Regions from separate parts of the Mus musculus genome. Here regions 2, 3 and 4 are each linked to region 1. The links are chromatin contacts, called in public Hi-C, HiChIP or PLAC-seq and promoter capture Hi-C maps. All regions are on one chromosome and are shown on one strand. The core of a region is the stretch at or near the end of the contact, and the rest is flanking DNA. Distances in the headings are between cores, read along the strand shown. Region 1 holds the start of Stx16 (syntaxin 16). Region 2 has its middle 14 kb from the start of Ankrd60. Region 3 overlaps Zfp831 (zinc finger protein 831). Region 4 holds the start of Edn3 (endothelin 3).

Region 1 (4,727 bases), core at 2,068-4,567:
ACATAAAAGCTTGATATTAAAATTTAAATAATCTATTATTTTAGATACTTACATTTGGTTACACATGAGACAGCACACACACCAAAATCAATGTCTACAGTTTGGTCTTCTAATTAGAAATTTAAATTTCCAGGTAATGTATTTTAAAAATCAAATTCTCTGGCTTGGTTACTTCCTTTTTAATTATCTAAGTTTAAATATGCATCTACAAATTGTCTCTTTTGTCTTAGGTGACTAAGACAAGTTTATACTTTTAAGTTTTTATTTGCAATTTTTCCAAGCTGAAAAATCTGCTGGAAAAAAGAAAATAGGAAAGTAATGTGGCTAAAGTCCCTGGGGTAAGCTGCACCTCTGGAGCTCAGTCAGGAGCTCAGCTTTCCCGCTCCCTTTACCTTTGAAAGCAGAATATATAAAGTGAGCGCTCCTTTAGTATTAAGCATTTCAAGATATCTAGTACAATTAACAAATCTAATTACAATTTCTAATATCTTGTCCATATTCAAAGCTGATCAATAAACTTTTGATTTACTACATGATTTTGAAATCTGCAAGACAAAAATGTGGTTCTCAAATTTGTTCTGAGCTAGAAGCACTGTATGCATGATGTTGTAGTTTTCAAAAATTGTCTTAAGCATATCTTTTCTTTTTACAAAATATTTATAATGCTTTTTTGACTTCCAAAAGAATTATTAAAAACTGTAATCTCTATCCTGTTAATATCTTGATATTCTTGATTATTTTGTGTGCAGAAATAGTTTGTGGAAAAACCTTATGAAGAAATTGAAAATTAACAGTCGGAAACACAGAGAAAAATGCAGAAATATGAAAATGCACTTTTGTTTTTTAAATTGTAATTTAGGTAGACTATTTTTGTTGGACTGAAAAAAAGCTGGGGTTTTTTTGTTTTGTTTTTTGTTTTTTTGTTTTTTTTTTTTGGTGGGGGGAGGCAATCTAAACTGAACACACAGGTATTTCCACGGACTTGAGTCCTTTTTAGTTATCTAAGAAAAATTCCAGAAGCACCGGCTAATAAAAGCATCCAGTATTTTCAGTAGTGTGACATATGAAAATATTTTTAATGTTCTTGACTTCAACATGAATTTTAGCTGTACTTATAAATCACTTTCAAAAAAACTGTCTGAATTTGTTAAATATAGCTGTATATTTCTTAACATTGCCTGCTTTTCCAAACCACATATTATTTTAAACATTTTAAATTATTTTATTCCATATATAGATAGATAGATACACAAACAGATATGTTCAAATTGTCTAATTTAGAAAAATATTTAAAAAGTAATTGGACACAGCAACGTGTTTTTGAAAAGGTGCCGGTCCAAGATACTGTGTTTTAAACTCTCTGAATTAAGGGTCAAATTTTTTCTCTCAGGTAATCTAAAGATTAAAGCTACTTAGAACTTTACAGAATTAAAATTTAAAAACCAAACAGTATCTTTTTCATCAATTTAAACAGAGACCCTGGAAGCTTTAGCGTGGGTTTGGCTCTGTTTTGTTTTGTTTGTTTTCCCCCATGAGGTAGCATAAAATTAAGTCATAAAGAACAGGAGACCTTTATTTAACATAACTGAAGGCCCACAGATTATATTCATTCACTATTTCTCCGGTTTATTTCTGGAGACTCTTTTCAAAAACCACATTAGAATGAACACATTTCCATGCTAAGATTTGTTTCCTACTTATTTCTATGTAATATTATTTCTTTCAGTCTAAAAATGTAAAACATCCTTCAAATGTAAATGTAAACAAAAGCCCCAACACACTCCGAGCTAGTTTTCTATGCCTTGGGACCGAAGTTAACATCCTGCATCCTTTTATCCTTAAAACTGCTTGCACAGAATAAAAAATCCCTTTTCTGTGAATAATATGGTCAAACATATTTTCCACCGTGACCTAAACAGGGACAACTGTCCTGGCAAGACAGTGACAATCACGATACACAGCTTAGTTTTTCATTAGCACTTCCATAAATGATAAAAGGAAAAAATTAAAAGGCAACTGTTTAAAAGGCGGGAAAGCTGCAGCGTTTCACGAACTATGTTTCAAATGCAGCCCCTAAGGTCGTGGGGTGACCGTGCATTCCCCCATGTTTCAAGGCTGCTTCCATTCAAACCTTCCCTTTTCAATTAAAGGTATTATTACAAAGCTAACAATATTCATCTGGCTGCACCATTCAGACCCGCCCCCTATCTGAGAGAGCAGGAAACTGAGGCTCTGGAAGCCAAAGCCTCCATCAAAAACAAACCAAATACAGCAATCATACTGGAACATTGCTTTGAAAAAGAACAACAACAATAACAAAACCCTACACTGCTAGGCGAAGTGAAGTTCTGGTCAATAAAATCAAAAGCCATGTGCTATTTTGGGGGATTAATTTTCACATCCGCATCATGTTGGTTCCTTTTTTTGTTTTGTTTTGTTTTTTTAAAAAAAAGTTCGAATGGAGAAGCTTAATTTCCTGTGTGGGAAATGGAAAATGAAGCGCCTAGCACCTTGCAATCTCACCAACATGAGTCCTCGGAGGGGGGAGGGCGGGGGGGGGGGGCAGCAAAGCAATTACTCCTAGTGTACATGGCCACACCGAGAACTAGGGCCATTGGAAGAAAAATAGTGGGAAAGAAAATGAGCTGAGCTGAGCAGACCACACACACACACACACACACACACACACACACACACACTCCTTCCTGGGGGGGGGGGGTCTGCAAGGATTTGAGTCAGCTAACCACCCACCTGGCCCACAGAACCAAAGTGAGGCCATTGCAGGGGGGGGGGGGGGGAGTGCCAAACAGAACAGAACAAAACAAAAAGAAGGTTGGAGAAAGGCCTAGGTTCCAAGTCCTCGTGTTAAAACATATGTAAATCGAGGCTGCCCGACGGATGGTGGGGGAGGAGGACCAGGAGGCCCAGGAAGTGAGAAGGCAGGGCAGGGGTTGATACTGTGGTCCCCATTGGGGGTTGCAAGTGCCCCATAAGCCATGGCCGTGCTCCACTTCCTTCTGTATCACACTCCTAGTCGTCGTCGCCTTGTTATTGTTGTTGTTCTTTTTTTCTTTTTTTTTTTTCTTTTTAGACAGAGAGACAGACAAGAGACAGACAGACAGGCAGAGCCGCAGTGCACACGGTGTGTGTGTCTGGAGAGGCCGCCAGGAAGACTCACCGCAGCAATGCTACGTGAATGCAGAGGGCTGGAGGTGGTGTGACTACTCACTTGCTCGGCTAACAGCTGCCGGGTTTGGATGGAATTATTCCGCAACAACAAGAAAGCGTCGGTTAAACGCCTGGTGGCCATTGTCTCCCCCTTTGTGACCCCCCCTCTCAGGGTCTCCCACCCCCCCTTGTAGTCCTGATTTGTTCACTTTCTCTCTTGGTCTGGCCTAGCTGATTCCACTCTTGCACAGAAATCTCTCTTGACAAAGCCTTAGGCTTTTCACGGCGCGATTTTGCAATCCGCCTAAGCGCGGAGACCCCTCCCCAAATAACCACCTCGCCTTTTCCAACTGCCTGACTCCCCCTACCCCAAGGCTGGCTCGGATCTCAAAGCACTCGAATCCCCCCAATCCTAGCGTCGAAATCAAACGTCCTGGAGACCCCTCCCCAATCCCAGCTCGGATCCACAAGCGCCTGACGCGCCAATCCGGCTCGGGGATGGGAGAGACCCCTACCCACTCACTTCCTAAGACCTCCCCAAAGGTGCTGGCGCCCTAACCCTAACTCAGAGCGCCTGCGTGCCCGGCATGTGGCTCTAACTCCGAGTTTGGGTTAACTCTCCTCACAAAAGGCCTGCTCCAAACAGGCCGAGCCCACAACGACAAAGGAGCGTCTACAGCTCCCATATAGTCGCCTGAGCCTACTGAGGCTCAGCCCGACCTGACCCCTCTCTTTCCTGTGCGGCCTGCTTCTCCACTGCCAGGAGGCTGCGGGCCTCCACGAGGACCTCACGGCCTGCCTCCCCCAGCCTCCTCACTCCTCTTCACCGGCACCCTCCATCCCGGGATCAGGCTGCAACCCTGCCCAAGGCCGCTTCCGTGCAGTGGTCCCGGGCTCTAGCATTCCCCCGGCCCTCTTCCTGTCCGTTCCTCGCGGGTGCCCCCCTGCGACATTCATGAGATTGCTTGCAACGTTCCGGGAGCGGGAGCTCCCTTATTGCCCTGCCCCGGGATGGGAGTGCTCCGCCCTCTCTGGGACAGTTCCCGGGGCGCCTTCTTCCCCTTTTCCTAAGAGTGTACAGACTCTGGGGCAGGCGTCCTGGCCCCAAAAAACGGCTTCAAAACCTTGGCCCTGGAGCCGAAGACCACCACTGGGGTCCAGGCAATTGTAAACTTCTAGTAGGATTGTCAGGCAGGCAGAAATGTGGAAACGTGGCTCTTGCAGAGCCTAGTCCTGCGCGGGGGCGGAGGAAAAGTGGAAGAAGTCTGCCTCTGCAGGCCAGGCACGCTCCACTGCAGGCGCCTGGCGCTGCTGAGATGGCCTTACCTTTTTATTTTTTTATTTTTTTTCTTTAAACTGTGAGAAAAAAAAAAGTATCCGAAAAACAACCAGGCCAGGGAAAAAAGAAAAAAATAATAATAAAAAAAGCTTGGGCGCTAGGCCTTGCTGGCCTTACTGTGGGCAATAAAGAGTGGTCAGGCATCTACACTTGGGCACTACAATGTTGTGCCCAAGTGGGAAAGGTTCCTAAACTTAGAGACAACCCCTCAGCCCCACTC
Region 2 (4,513 bases), core at 426-2,925, 510 kb after region 1:
TGCTTCAGGGGACATCAAAGGAGCATCAGGGGAGGGGTCATTGACATTGTTTCCACAGGAGTGGAAATACCTCGATGGCCCACGCCCTGGAGCAGATCTGGAATGTGGAGGGTGGTCTGCTACATCCTGGGAACAATGTGTGTATGGGGAGGACACTGGTTCCCTTATGTCTGTGCCCTCACTGGGCTGGCCTTCCGGTCATCAGGGACCTCACTTGTGTGGAGTTGGAGTCATAGAGAAGGAGCTATCGCAGCCCTCCAGGCTCATGTCTCCGGGCCGGTCTTCACTTCTCTGAGGCAAGGATTCCTTGTAGAGGGTAGAGGAAGGTCCTTCCTACAACAGGTCCCTGAGGTTGCTGGACACACTGGAGAACACCGTTCCCCCCACCCCCCAAAAAAATGCTGTTTGAGATGTTGCCTGGGAGCCCCGCGGAAGCTCTGGGAAAGGTGGTTGAGGAAAGAGACGGAAAAAAAAAACTCACTTGATGTCTTTTCTGAGCTCTCTCTGCTTCTGGCCACTGAACTCTGATGAGCAGTCCTTGGTCCTTAGTGCCCTGGGACGTGTTATGGTGTGCCCTTGAGGACCTTAGAGGGGACATAGAAATGATCTTATCTCTTCATCCCAGCCAGAGACATAGCTCACCGGTAAAGCCCCATGGCATCCTGGGAAGAGTTCTGGAAAGCCAGCCCGGCAGGATGACAAAGCAAAAATGATGGTTTGCACTGCACCGAGCTCCCGTTTGCCTTGGCTATAGGGTTTCTCAAAGTCAGTGCTCAGTGACCAGCGTATCCTTTCCCCTTCCCCCACCCCCGGAATGAGTCTCTACTCTCTCCCCCTCATCTGCCCTGCAGAGGTCACTGTAGCTGGCCTCTGTCACAGGAGCCAGTGCAATGGAAAACTTAAGACCAGCAACATAAGCTCTAGTCTAGAGCTCTCAGCCTGTGAGGCTAACTCAGGACTGAGATGGTGGGCCTATGGGCCTATTCTCCTGGCGCTTCAGCCTCGGTGCCACCCCCACCCCCCTCAAGTGTCATCAGCAGGAAGTAGAGCTGTCTCCGCGCACCTGAGTCTTTTGCTCTCCCTGGATTGCCTGTCTGTCCCCACTCTATGATCACTAGCTCAGGGTTTCCAGAATGTGGGAAAAAGTGTCTCTGTCTCTGTCTGTCTCTCTGTCTCTGTCTCTCTCTCTCTGCCCTGCATGGGGTTACTCTCAACACCACGTGCCGAAAGCTGAACTTGGGCCCTCTACAAAAGCAGCCAGTGCACTTAACCACTGAGCCGCGTCTCCAGGTGCCCCGCTGGGTTTCTTTATGTGGGTTCTGGGGCTCAGACTCAGGTCCTCATGCTTGCACAGCAAGCGTTACTGATGGAACCGACCCTCACCCCCACCCCGCCCCAAGCCGTCCTCCCCATCAGCTGTGCAACCTCAGAACCAATGGCCATCTCCTGAGACCCTCGGCTCCCCTCTACCCATCTCATCAGCAGGTTTTGCCCTTCTGCACAGCCAGTCCTGTTGGCAGAAGAAACAGCCCAGGGGAATTGCCTACCACAGCAACTCCTTGGTGAGCAGGAAGGAGGGCAGTTCTGTGGTCGGCTACACATGCTTTAGAGACTCCCTCTGCCCCTAGATATGTGGCATTAGACCAACCAGGGGCAGCTCTTGGGGTCTCAGCTGCCTCATGTGGCGCGTTCGGGGTAGTAAAACCTGCCCCTGTTGCCACCAGAGAGATGGAATGCCTGGCTCGAAGCAGACACTTGAAAAATGGCAGGCATTATTCGTATTATTATACCACCAACACTTAATTTGCTTAAAATGTTTACTCTCTGAGAATCGATCCCCTCCCGGATTCCAGAGAGGCTCATAAATTCTCAGCAAACCTTATACAATAAGAGTCTCCATCCAGAACTAATAATTCCCAAAGTGGGAGATTAATAATTTCCCGTAAACTTGCTGGTCTGGACATTAAGTGGTGGAAGGCTTTCTCAGCAACTCATAGAGCGCCCCCAGGCCAGAGCCGCTGCAGAGGAACAACAGGCTCTCAGGCAGAGGAAAATTCCAGTCTTCAGGCCCTGCCCCTGCACTGCGCATTGAATACAGAGGCAGCCAGTGGAGGGCACAGAAACCCATTAACATTTGGCAAAACACCGGGGTTTGTGTTCTGCGGAAATGTCAGGGATGCTGCTATATGCGTCACTTGAAAATTCAAGAGTGGAGCTCAATTTGGGGGGCTCGAGGGTGGCATTTCTGCCTGAGTCCTGGAACTTTCTGCAGAGCGGGCACAGGGGACATGTACATTGGCCAGGGGGACACGTGTATAGCCCTCACGACATCCGGAAAGGGGTCTGTCCTCCATCACTCTAGGAGTACACATCTGGCCACGGAACAAGAAAGCCCAGTGTCCCATCTGCCCCAGGAAATCACGTCCTGTGTTCCCACAGCATCATCCTTGACTTGTTTGGTTGCTATATGTTCTAAATTTAAAACGGAAAAAATTAAAAAATACCAATAACATCTGGGGCTCCAGAGTGCATGTGTGTGTGTGCCTGGGAAATGTCACAGGGATGTTTAGAGAATTCCATATCCTTGCAAGGTTATAACTCACCATTTCCTGTCCAAATCCCAGTCTAGACCCAGCTCCCCAGCTTTGTGGAAGTCCCAGAGCATAAGATGTTTATATATGTTGAAACCGCAGGCCTGGATGATAAGGCCTTGAGTATCCCTTGTGCCCAGCACGGGGTATGTTGGGGGGCATAGTTTGCAGCTTTTGAAAGACCATACAGGGTTGGAGGGATGTGATTAAGGGTGTTAGCAGTCCTTATAGAAGGCCAGGATTCATTTTCCAGCTCAAACCTACCTGTAACTTCAGCTCCAGACCCCCTCTTCTGGACTCTGTGGTCACTGCATGCATATTCCGTAGATGTATGCAGACAGTACGTAAACACACACAAAGGCATACATGCATGCACATACACGTTCAGGGACACACGCACACACGTGTTTTTATTTAAAAAATCATTTGAGGGTCTTGGGATGTAGCTTAGTTGACTGTGTAATACCTGTGAGGCCCTAGGTTCAATTCCCAGCCTTCCAAAAACTGGGTGTGGATGTCAGCTGGAATTCGAAGTTCAAGGACATCCTCAGTTACACGGTGAGCTCTAGGTCATCTTGGGCTACATGAGACCCTGGTGGGTTTTTTGTTTGCTTGTTTGTTTTTAAAAAAAGACTTGATCTTGTCTTGTATACTGTAAGTACAAGCCAAGGGACTGCCCGGGATGTGGCCCTAAGGGTTGGAAATATTTACTTGATCCCCAAGTTATAACTGTCAAGAGACACCCTGTGTATGTTTGTCCATGTAGATTTAGGCATAAAGAATGATGTTAAAGAGGCTGAGGCCCTGGGTCCATCCACACTGTATTGGGGATCAAGTTTGATTCCCAGAAACCAAGCAAAAAGCCAGATTGGTGGAGACTGAATCCCTCGGGGTCTGTTGGCCAGCCATTCCAGCCTATTGGAGACTGGACCCCTGGGGGTCTGTGGGCCAGCCATTCCAGCCTACTTGTAGTAGGCTAGTGAGAGCTCCTGCTTCAAGTAACAAGGAGGATGGAGCCTGAGGAGAGGCACTGCTGTGGACATTTGCCCTCCACAGATGTGTGTGTGTGTGTCTGTGTGTACACATGCATACATATACACCTTACACATGTTTGCACACAGAAGGACACACTTGCACATATGAATACACATGCACACACACATATGTGCACACATGCATGTACACTTATACATGCATAGGAGTGCACACAAGCACAAATATACACACAATGCACACAGACACATACCCACACATGCACATGAGCACACACAAATGCATATGCTCACATACACACAAAATAGTCACACAATATACTCATACAATGCACGCACACCCACACACATTCTTGCACACACACACACAAAGAAGAAGAAAGGAAAAAGACCTGTCCCATCATAGCTCTTCAAAGCTGGGGAATTTTGACAATGAGCCCTTCCAAGGTATTTTTGAATGCCGTATACAGTGAATGCACTCAGAGCATTGAGGTAGGGGGCATAAGCATTATGCCACAGCAGGTCAGTCAGGTTTCCTTAGACATGCCTGTGGGGCCGAGCACCATCATGCAGTGTGGACTGAAGGGTGAGCAGACATGTGCCCAGACTCCCCAGACAACTCCACTGAGATGCCTAAGACAGGTGCAGTGACAGGGACCAGACCCCAAAGCTTCCAGAACTTTTAAAAGCCCCCAACTCCTGGATTCTGAAAGGAGCCCCTCCCAGACCAGCTCAGAGCTAGCTTCTGCTAGGCAGTGCTATTGGGAACTGCGACTGCAGGCTGGAGATGGAGCTACCACCAGGTGTCGCCTGGAGACCACAGATGGATTCCAAGCCAGAGACTGGAGGCCAGCCAAATCCCCCTTTCTCCCTGCATTAGAACCTTGTGCCTCAGGTTTCCCCACCCCATTATTACCTACTGTTTTCATC
Region 3 (4,908 bases), core at 1,013-3,512, 600 kb before region 1:
ACCCAGCTGCGGAAAAGGCATCGATTGACAGGAAAAGTCAACACAAAACCAAACAAAAGAGAAAGCCAAACTTGCCCTTCAGAGAAGTTTCCAGAACATGTCAGACAGGGCTCATTCTGAGCTTCAAAATGCAGTTACTTAGAATGGACTAAGAGGATTTCTCTCTCTCTCTCTCTCTCTCTCTCTCTCTCTCTCTCTCTCTCTCCCTCTCTCTTTTAGTTTTTTTTTTAAATTATGCATTGTATTTATAATGAGTCACTTCAATTAATTAAAATTAAGTACAACAGAACACAACAGATAAAAATTAATAGCAGAAAATGAAGAGCCTCCTCTGCCACTTAGGAACAGCAGCGTCGTGTGCTAGCATGACAGAGTGAAAGCAGAGGGTAGAAACCACGCATGGAAACCCAGCAGAACCCAGAAGCAACTGTAAAAGGAGAACAATCGCTTCCAGATGAAAACATATACCACCTTTCTCACTTGAGCCATGAACGTGTGAGCTTGTGAGAGTCAAAAGCATAGTCTATTTAACCCACTTTAGCAGAGGTAGATGCAGACATGTCTTTGGTTCTCTATGGTCTCCACTGCAACGTTCAACGTTTTAGGATACAAGGAAGACACAACGGGATTTTAGATTGCCCTTTCAGAAACAATGGGTAAAGCCTGGTGGGTGGCAACTATGATGCAGGAGGAGTTCCGTACGTTTGAGGCAGCCTGGGCTATGTAGCCAGATCTTTCGTGGAGAGAGAAAACAGGAAAGGTACGATTAGAAGCCACAACAGCTCCCCAGGAAATAGCTAGTGGACAAAGTAGGAATGCCCGTGTGTTCTGCTAAAGCAACAGGGTGCTATACTGGAGTCCACCACTAGAGGCATCAGAACACCAGGCTCTACCGTCAGAAGGGCAGGAAGAAGCCTAGGCTGGGTCAGGGCAAGGGGGTTTGGGAGATACGGGATACCCAGAAATTCCATCTTGGGAAAGATGCCCCCAAATCACAAATGTAACTTTGGATGCAAGTGACAAACTCGAAATGGACCCGGTTCAGTGAGAAGCTGGGAAGAAAGGACACATACCTATCAGGAGGGGACGGGTACAGACCTTTCTGGGATAAGAATAGAAAGCCCACCTCCCCCAAGTGCCACCACATTCCCCACGGGACTTCTAGGGAGTTGGGGGTGTGGAGAAGCAGCTGTCTTCCTATAGTCTCCAGGACCAGAAGGGAGAAAGAAAAGGAATTTTCCCCTCAAATCCAACCGGTGAGTCCCAAAAGAGGATACAGACAAACTGCGTTTGGCATTTGGCTCTCCTAAGCCAGATGCTGAATGTGTGGGTGTTAGATGACAAAGAGAAACGGCAGTGAGCCCCCCCCCCCTTAATAAAGATCTCTGACAGTAGTGTGTGTGTGTGTGTGTGTGAGAGAGAGAGAGAGACAGAGAGAGAGACAGAGAGAGAGAGAGACAGAGAGAGAGAGACAGAGACAGAGACAGAGAGAGAGAGAGAGAGAGAGAGAGAGAGAGAGAGAGTTTGAATTACCATCATGTAAACACTGGAAGATCTATTTACTGTCAAATTCTAGATTTTTCTCATAGAGACCAGAGCTGGCTTTCTCCCTGTATAGGAGCTAAGATTACCCGGATGATAGTTTGGTTTTTGCATTTGTTTTGTTTTGTTTTGTTTTGTTTTGTTTTGTTTTGTTTTGTTGGGTTTTGTCCTTCCTTCCTTCCTTCCTTCCTTCCTTCCTTCCTTCCTTCCTTCCTTCCTTCCTTCCTCCCTCCCTCCCTCCCTCCCTCCCTCTTTCTTTCTCTCTCAGTTCTGAAGCAAAGCTCAGTCCTTAGCAGCAGGACTCAGGTGTGAGGGACCAGAGAATCTGAGTGCCGCATGCTACTGCCTCTTCTGGGCAGGCTGCAGCGCCCGCTCCTCTGTCTCTGATTTACATTTGTTTTTCTGAACGGCTTTTTTTTTCTTTTTCTTTTTCTTTCTTTCTTTCCTTCCATGTGCTTCCTAAAAACACGGTTCTGAGGGAGAGCTGGGGTGTTTTGAAGTTGGGAGGGTGGTTGCTGACCATATCCACGTTCCTTCTCACAGGGACCCTCACCCCATCCCCCGGTCTTCTCTTTTCCCATCTCTCACCCTGCTCTCTGCAATGCTCAGCTTCTCTGGGTCTCAGCCTCCTACGAGGCCCCTGCCTATACTCCTGTCCTTATTCCTCTGGGGGTCATCATTCTTCCTTCAGTACATCTGGGTGGCATTTACGTGAAAGCAGCAAAAAGGAACAAACAAGCAAGGGTCGCCTGCGTGCTCAGACTGTAAGCTTCGCCTGCTCTGCAGGGGTCCAGCCGAGGCTGGCAGTACAAACCCTGCTGGCGATTAGCCTGCTCCTGGTTTAGCCATTTGAACTTCAAAAAATATAAACTAAGACCCAGCAAGGTGTCCGGGTTCGGAGCAGACCCGGGGTGCAGTGGAGGGGGTCCAATCACCCGCCGGGGATCAGGTCCTGCCAGGTCCTGGGCAGCCTGCAGCTCCTGCTGCAGTCGGCGCTGGCTATTCCTCGCAGGCAGCTGTAGGGGGCGCCGTTGAAGCTTGGTAGACGATTTTCCAGCAAATACAGAGTCATGCTTCGCTTTTTTTTTTTTCCCCCGGATAATAAATCCACAGAGCTTGTTTTTAACCCCCACCAGAGGTTAAAGTAGTTTCATAAAAAGTTTTTGGTAAATTCATGGGTAACTTTTTGAGGTTATGTGAGGTTGTTGTCAAAAAAATAAAAAGAAAGGGAAAGAGAAAAACAGCTTTTAGCTGTTGTTCCCTCTCTGCTCATGTAAGACCAGAGTCACAGGAGGGCGGATGGGAGGGGGATTGGAGCTTGGTGTTTTTCCAGAACAGTCCATGCACAGCCGCAGCTCCCTAGTCCCCCCGGAAGCCTAGCGATGGGGCTGGGGGTCGTGGGTGGCTGCGTAGGGTCTGCTCTGCACCCCAGCCTGCAGCCACCTGCCAGACAGCTGCCCCCGAGTTCCTGCCGGCGCCGGGGATGCAGTGCTGCAGTCTTCTCGATTTTTCTACAGCTCCCAGCCCGCAGACCCCTGCCCAAAGCGAGTCAGGGTGTAGAGAGAGCTGGTCGGGGGTCTTTGCATGCATTTCCCGAGTGGCAGTCAGAGTAGGGGTTAAACGGATTAAGAAGTTTATCCAATTGATAGGGAAGGAGACTGGAGGAGGCAGAGGGAAACAGCGCAGTTAAGGGAGGGGGCGTCGCACATTAACTATGATTCAGAGACTCAAATGCACCGAGTTCGTTTTTCATCTGCCTTTAGCTAGAAGAGAAAAATAAGGAAATTATAGAAAATTGAGACGCTAACATCCCTAAGAGCACTGTGCGCCCGGGGGTGCTTTAATGAACACTTAATAATTTCAAATGTTCGTGCTCAGAGGTGGCTTTGTCCGTCTCCAGCATGTCAGGTGCCTCGTAGCCATCAAAAGCTAATGCCTTTGGGCTGGGACAAAAAAAACAAAAAACAAAACAAAACTGAAAGTTAAAAACAAACAAACAAACAACATTTTAAGAGTTTTAGCAGAGAGGGGGCTATCTAGGAACCTATCTTTTCATCCACTATGAACTTGGGCACGACTCCCTGCCAGTGAGGATGGGGAGGTGGGTAACCTTGGCAGCCACCTCTGACCCCAAAGGCCATATCGAAACTCAGGTGAGGAAAAACATTTGGCGGAAACCCTCAAATGCGGAAGCAGGAAGCTGCTTGTTGTTGGAGCTGATTCTCTGAGCTCCCTGCCAGCATCCAAGGTTGAGGTGAAGGCCAACAGGAGAGGGGAACCTTGTCTGGAGGTTGGGGACCTTAAGCAGAGCACCAGTGACTTTTTGAGCTCCCTCTGGAACATCCATCAGAGATGTACATGAAGCATAAATACCCTAGCCTTCTCTGTGTCGCACTAGGGACCCAGTCCCTGGCAGCGGAATGAGACTCCACAACTTCTGGCTCACTCCTGTGGCCTAAAGACATCTTCTCTAGATGTGGGGTGAAAACGGTAGCGCCCCCTACTGTTTGCTACCCTGGTCACACGCTACAGAGTACTGTCATTTTGTAACAGCTCTCTGCCAAGACCTCGCTCCCTGTTGGACCTAGAGGATCCTGTGATGTGGGCCTCTCAGCAACGCCCCCCTCCCCTTGGAATGAGTCAGGACTTTCTAGACAGAAGCCAGATTAGACACTAGCCATACTCCATTTTACAGATGAAGGCCTGGGGCAAAAAGAGACAGATGTCCCTCGACTTAAAAACAAATGAATTCTAAGTCCACAAATGAAATTACTGGTTTCTATAACACCCCCGCTTCACAGGAAGCTGGGAGACCGAGGACAGCGGCTTCAGCGTCTCAGGTGCGCTGAGTCCAAGGCAAAGCAGAGCGTGAGAGCAGATGCTATGGCAAAAACAACTTCCATCAAAACAACCTTGCTCTCAGCTCCCAGCCAGATGTGGACACCTAACCCCTCTTGATGCAAAGGGATTAGGAAAAGGTTAGGCAGGTGGCAAAGGGCCATTAGCATCAGAATCAAACCTTTCCCATGACATCATTAGGGGGCTTAAAGGACTGAACAGCAAAGCCCCTTCTCCTTGGGATTCTGTCACCTAAGGTTGGTGGCGGATCACCTGTCTCCTCCAGAAGACTCGCTGTTTCGGACATTTTGTGTCTCAGATTTCTGCTAACACCTTAGTTAGAATTAATCCTAAAGGTTCTAACCAAAAGGGTCAATTGGGAATTGAGGGGTGTGGTGGTGGGGTGGATGAGAGGGAGGGGCCAATGGGGTGAGAGCGATGTTGAGGGCTCACAGCTCACCCTACCCTATTTTCTACTCTCATTTGGTTGCCCGGCCTAGCATTTCACAAGAGAAATTTCTAGAACAA
Region 4 (5,142 bases), core at 1,201-3,700, 680 kb before region 1:
CCCTTATTGTCCTGAAGTTGAAGGACAATAGCAGCCATGATTAAACAAACCCAGGGTCCACCTGAGCCCAGTTCCTATGCAGGAGTCTGGGTGGCTCTTCAGTGAAGCCAGTTCTGCCTGCCACTCTGGACACTTGGGGAGATTTCAGACATACCTGGGTATTGTTAGGGGTCTTGTCAACAGAATCAGGAAACACTGGACCCTCAGAGTACCCCCTCTCCTGTGTGCTTTATTACTAAAATGCCTAGGTGGATGAGTGACTCTTCAAAGCCATGGCACAGAGGACTCTGACACCAATGGGCTTCCAGAGAGAGGAAACCCTGAAGGAGAATAACTAGTTGCCTTTCTAGGCTGAGGGGTTGTGCTCAGCCATCTCCAAGCTCCCAGACAAGGATTCCTAGGCAAGTTCCAGTAGATATCCCTAGAGATGCAGAGAACACCCAAGGAACTGAGTTTAGCATCATCCAGCCCAAGATTCAAGGGATCCAAGAGACAAGCTGTGAGATAGTGGCCACAAGGTCACACCCTATAGCTGCTTATAAGTCATGTCTTAGCGCACGGGGAAACCCCAGTGGTCCAGTGGGGATTGAGTGGAAAATAAAACAGAGAAACCTTCTCTATGGTTCCAGGGGAGGGTGCCTCTTATCAAAGGTGACACCTAGAGACACTTAAATACAGCAGCACCTGGTACTAGGTATTTGTGAGAGATTTTAAGATTGAACAGAGAGGCCCTCTGTGGCCATGGCTGTGGACATTGGGGTTAGCCCTGGGGAATGGCAGCCATGTGAGCCACATGTGTCACTCTGGCTTGGCATCCAAGATGGGCAGAAACGGAAGAAGCCATTTCAAGGGATGTATATCATTTGGGTCTGCCAAGCCTACCTTCCTACTTTGCCCCCACCCCAAAGCTGCTCTTAAGGGATTCCAAAGAGTTAGGAGGAAGGCTCAGCCCAACGAGCCTCTGGGGTAGGAGCATAGAACTCTGTGAGCATCTAAAGTCCCACCCCACCACATCTCAAATCCAGCACTGAGTTTCTTTGTAACTAGGTTCTCAGAGGGGAGGTGGGTTGCCCCTGGCCTGTGATAGGAGTCATGCTGCCTGGAGCCACTGCAGGAGCTGAATGCTGCACTGTGGTAGATTCAGGGATCTGAATGAGGTGGGCTGAGGTCTGAGCAAAAACCCCTGAAGCCTTAGGCCTGGCACAGAGCCACACTCCTCCCCCAAACCCCTAGGCCAACTCACTCAGGAGTGTTAATCCAGATGATGTCCAGGTGGCAATAGTAGACACACTCCTTGTCCTTGTAAGTGAAGCACGTGCAGCGGCGAGGGCGGTGGTGTGCAGGCAGCCCCTTGTCCTCTTGTTTCCCAGACCTGCCTGGTGCCCGTTCCTGCCCAGCGCTTTCAGGCTGTGCAGGCAGTGCAACTGTTGGGGACACAATCCTCTCACCAGGGCCAGCCACAGTCTCTTCACAGCCCCTCTCTGATCCAGCTTCAGGGGGACCCTGGGACACACTGGCTCTGCCAGAGTCCCCAGACTGGGGGCAAGGCACAAGTCCTGCAGGAGGAGGATTGAAGGGCTCCTAAGCTGCTGACACAGAGTTCTTGGCACCCACTACCCCGCCCCCCAAACCAGAATGAGACTCAACCAAACTTCTGCAATGTCTGGAGGAGGCTGGTTGCATTTTCCCCAAGTCTCCAAACTAAGCCAAATGCCTTAAAAAGTTTACAAAGCTCCGTGCACATTCAGTAAAAACTTGAGAGTTATTGCAGTCCCTGTGAAATCTGAAAGCTATTTGTTCTTCACTGGGTAAAACTCAAAAAAATTTTTGTATAGTCTCTGAAAAGTGCCCAAAGAAAGTCTCCCAAACTGAAAACCCCCAGACCCAGTGGAAGTTATCGCTATGTCTTCAGGCCCTTCTACCCGCCCCTGGGAGACTTCAGGGTGTAAAGCCAGACTTATCAGCTTCCCCGCAACACAGACCCGCGCCTGGCTTCCTTTTGTGTGCACTCCCGCGTGGAGAGGAGCGCCGCCCCGCCCCTCCCGCTTACCTGCAGCGGAGGTCACTGTGAGCCCGAGAAGGAGCCACAGCCCCGGCTCCATGAACCCCGATCAGGCGCGGGAGCACCGGGCCTGGAGGGTGGCCGCTTGTGACCGCAAAAGGGTAGTGAGACTGGCTACAGCTTTCGAGTCCTGTCGCTGCCTGAGCTGCGCGTCCCGGCTCAGAGTTACTTGGCTGAGGCGGTCACGAACTTTCAGAGCGCGCTGCCCATCCCTGCGCAGGGCTGGCCGGCTGTGGCTCAGGCTTTTCTGGCTCCCGCACCACCCCCTTCGCCTCCCCGCCCCTCCGAGGGGCTGGAACTGCCGCGCTGGGCCTTTGAACCCGGGGCTCACGGGGGTCGCTTTGCAAGCGCAGGGGGGGAGCTGACCAGAGGCGCATTCGCCCCAGGCTTACCCAGGGGTAGAGAGAGGCGGGGACGCCGCGCTCCCCGTGGGTGGATGGGGTAGGGTGAAGGCCCGAACAGCTGCTTGAAGGCCACACTCTGCCGGTGCTCACACTGCTCACTTACACATAGACTCACACTTGAAACCCCCTGCCCAGCCCAAAGCAACCTCACCCCCACCCCAAGAGCACCAAGACCATGAAAGGGCTGCACAGAAGGGCTGCTGGCTTCTTGTTCCTTTGAAGTCAGTCTAAAGGAAAAGTTCTATTCACCAATGGTCTTACCCTTGCCGAGGGCCCTTGTGCCACGGCCCTGGGTGTACTTTACTCTTCTGATTCATGGGTGCCCGAGCCAGCTCCCTGACTCTGGAAGATCTAAGTGACAGGTGGGGCTGTAGGACCAGAGCAAAGTCACAAAGATTCCACTCAACGTGAGTTAGCGGTTTCGGGGGAGCCCTATTTCCTCACTGGCCCCTTTAGTGAGGGGCCTCTCTCCAAAAGTCATACAAGTGTTGCTTTTCAGGGCACTGCGGTAGTTTAATGAGTCTACAAACCTTTGACTATTGTCATAAAATGTGGGTTTCAAAGCCATTCCTCCCCCTGCCAATATTTCTAATGATTGGCATTCTAAAAAGTAGAATCCAAAGAGGTGGCCCAGGTGGCTCTCATGAGGCAAGCCATGAAAGGGGTACACTTGTCATTAGAAGAAGCCCCAACCAGTCAGGCAAAGTGGTCCCATGGGGAATCCTATGTGAAGGGAAACTGAGGCCTCACAGCAAATGAGAAAGCAGATGGTAAGTAGAAAGAGACTAATGCCCCTGCCTCCAAGGAGTCCAGCTAAAGGCCAGTTGGTTTGAACTGCTGTGTGTCGCAAGACACTTTAGACTGAAGGCTCATACACAGAAAGATACTGCTCCCAGTTCTGAGGTCTTGGACGTCCAAGTATGTCCGGTGTCTATCATGGCTCATGGATGGCTCTTCTTTAATGGTGGATTGTGGTAGAAGGCCACGGTGCTCCGGTTAGCTATTACCACCTGACACCTCCAAGGTGCCACCTCCTAACAATCATCTTGGATTTCACCAGGTCAAGAGAAGTATCTATTATTCTCTCTTTCCTTGCCATTAAAATACCCATCTGCCATCGTCGAGGGCACTGACAGCCCAGTTGTCTTCACTGGTCTCTGTGGGTGTGGCCAAAGCAAACACTGCCTGGATGGACGTGTGCCCTGGGTCTTCACTCCAGCTGAGATAAGGAAGGTTAAAGGTGGAGAATCAGGGTTAAGAGTAAAAGACACTGTACAGAGGGCAGAGAGGAGGCAGGTGGCCCTCAGGGGAGGCAGAACTCTGGTCTTTTTTTTTTTTTTTTTTTTTTTTTTTTGGTTTTTCGAGACAGGGTTTCCTCTGTATAGCCCTGGCTGTCCAGGAACTCACTTTGTAGACCAGGCTAGCCTCGAACTCAGAAATCCGCCTGCCTCTGCCTCCCGAGTGCTGGGATTAAAGTCCTGTGCCGCAATGCACTCTGGTCTTTAAAGTGACTTGGATACATTGTAGAAATTCCAGAGGCCTTTTCTTTCCTATTCTGCTCTTGTTGCTGTTCCAAAAGAACAGTGGGGCCGTTCTCAATAATGTTCTAGCCAGCACTACTCTCTCTGTGGCCAAGGAGAGCAGTCAGTGGCTGGGCTCTGGGCAGGACTGGAGTCCAGCTGGGACTTAATGACATTGTACTCTACTCTTAATTGTGTGCTCATTGTTTATTTATGGCAATCAATGCTGGCTTTCCTTGTGTGGTAGAGATAGAACATTCCTTTCTAAATTAATTTTGTTAAATCAAAGAGAAGTAATCTGAATTGGAACATGATGTAACTCATTCGTGGCTCAGATGATTTGGTGGTGTGGTAAAATCACAAAGCTGCTTTGCCTGCCACCAACTCCTGGAAACAGGGGTGAACTCTAGTGAATGGACCACAAAACCAGGTGAGGAGGCCAGAAGAAAGTGCCAGGGACCAGCTGACTGCAGTGTCCCTGACAGAGTGATGCTTATCACCAGAGAGTTGGCATTGGGAAGAGAGAGTCACATCGTCTTTTGGAAATCGACCTTCAGAATCTGGGGAAATTAGCAAAACACTTAATATATTCTGACAAAGTAGTAGAAAGAATTTCACCAAGCTAGCCATCTATTTCTGGGAACTGGATGATCTAGAGAGACTTAGGAAGTTCTGCCTTGGGCTATCAAAAGCTTTATCCCTACTCTCTTGTACTGTAAATAACTTGGAGGTCTGTGATGGGGAACACGGACCAATTGGTCTTCCCTCCACCCCTTGGACCCCACTAGCGATACCACTGACAAAACAGCCACGGACTTACTAACAGTCACCTTGAAGGCCATATTGGTTGGCCTTGTTTACTGTCCACGCCAGCTTCATCTCGCTCCCTTACAGCTACACCTAGTAGTGTCTCTCGCAGGCCCTGCTCCCCGTTTGGTTCAGGTGGGTCCTCTGTAACCCCATGAGTCTGAAATTTTAACATAGGATGCAGTTGAGATCTGGGAAGCTGACACAAAGAAGACACAACTTTCTGGCCACAAGTTCAAGTCTGGATTAGACCTTTGACCATTTTGGGTAAATTAGTCAGTTTCAAGATCTTGACTAGAGCTCTTAAGAGAGTTCTCCATTCAGTGTTGTGATAGAGAAGATATCGGCA

The links. Promoter capture Hi-C pulls out the DNA fragments that hold promoters and counts their contacts. A called contact is a pair of places that touch in the nucleus more often than the background predicts. HiChIP or PLAC-seq counts read pairs in DNA pulled down with a chosen protein or histone mark.
Region 2: a Hi-C map of the N1E-115 cell line shows a contact between it and region 1, with 12 times the contacts expected there. The contact joins the enhancer-like site here to the promoter of Stx16 in region 1. A contact is called at or near these places in 23 of 39 promoter capture datasets (the 3T3-L1 cell line, the C10 cell line, the HPC-7 cell line and 14 more), 9 of 484 Hi-C or Micro-C datasets (the C10 cell line, the HL-1 cell line, the N1E-115 cell line and 4 more), 19 of 115 datasets of contacts at active chromatin or transcription factors (the NIH/3T3 cell line, the SCID.adh cell line, bone marrow-derived macrophages and 12 more) and 3 of 9 other capture datasets (adipose tissue, liver and macrophages).
Region 3: a contact with region 1 is called in an H3K27ac HiChIP or PLAC-seq map of stem cell-derived neural progenitor cells, with 6 times the contacts expected there. The contact joins the enhancer-like site here to the promoter of Stx16 in region 1. A contact is called at or near these places in 3 of 39 promoter capture datasets (the C10 cell line, the HPC-7 cell line and cranial neural crest), 6 of 484 Hi-C or Micro-C datasets (B cells, the HPC-7 cell line, cerebral cortex and 3 more), 6 of 115 datasets of contacts at active chromatin or transcription factors (the NIH/3T3 cell line, astrocytes, embryonic stem cells and 2 more) and 1 of 9 other capture datasets (embryonic stem cells).
Region 4: a promoter capture Hi-C map of stem cell-derived epiblast-like cells shows a contact between it and region 1, with 4 times the contacts expected there. The contact joins the promoter of Edn3 here to the promoter of Stx16 in region 1. A contact is called at or near these places in 2 of 39 promoter capture datasets (embryonic stem cells and stem cell-derived epiblast-like cells) and 2 of 115 datasets of contacts at active chromatin or transcription factors (bone marrow-derived macrophages and embryonic stem cells).

Annotation. Positions count from the first base shown.
Region 1 is chr2:174,075,641-174,080,367 of GRCm38.p6, reverse strand. It overlaps Stx16 (syntaxin 16), which reads right to left and starts at 3,317. Exons shown (of 9, transcript NM_172675.4): 1 at 3,179-3,317. The coding sequence starts at 3,310.
Region 2 is chr2:173,561,898-173,566,410 of GRCm38.p6, reverse strand. No RefSeq gene overlaps it. Among named protein-coding and RNA genes, the nearest start is that of Ankrd60, 14 kb to the left of the region's middle. Within about 2 kb of position 1,675, at least 26 of the 459 cell types and tissues checked have an H3K27ac peak or open chromatin away from gene starts, as enhancers often do. A contact at or near this core is called in the N1E-115 cell line and the SCID.adh cell line, where this site is marked.
Region 3 is chr2:174,671,820-174,676,727 of GRCm38.p6, reverse strand. The region is part of intron 3 of Zfp831 (zinc finger protein 831); the gene reads right to left. Among named protein-coding and RNA genes, the nearest start is that of Zfp831, 31 kb to the right of the region's middle. Within about 2 kb of position 2,262, at least 147 of the 459 cell types and tissues checked have an H3K27ac peak or open chromatin away from gene starts, as enhancers often do. A contact at or near this core is called in the HPC-7 cell line, cerebral cortex, stem cell-derived neural progenitor cells and 1 more, where this site is marked.
Region 4 is chr2:174,757,927-174,763,068 of GRCm38.p6, reverse strand. It overlaps Edn3 (endothelin 3), which reads right to left and starts at 2,450. Exons shown (of 5, transcript NM_007903.5): 1 at 2,051-2,450; 2 at 1,244-1,556. The coding sequence starts at 2,102.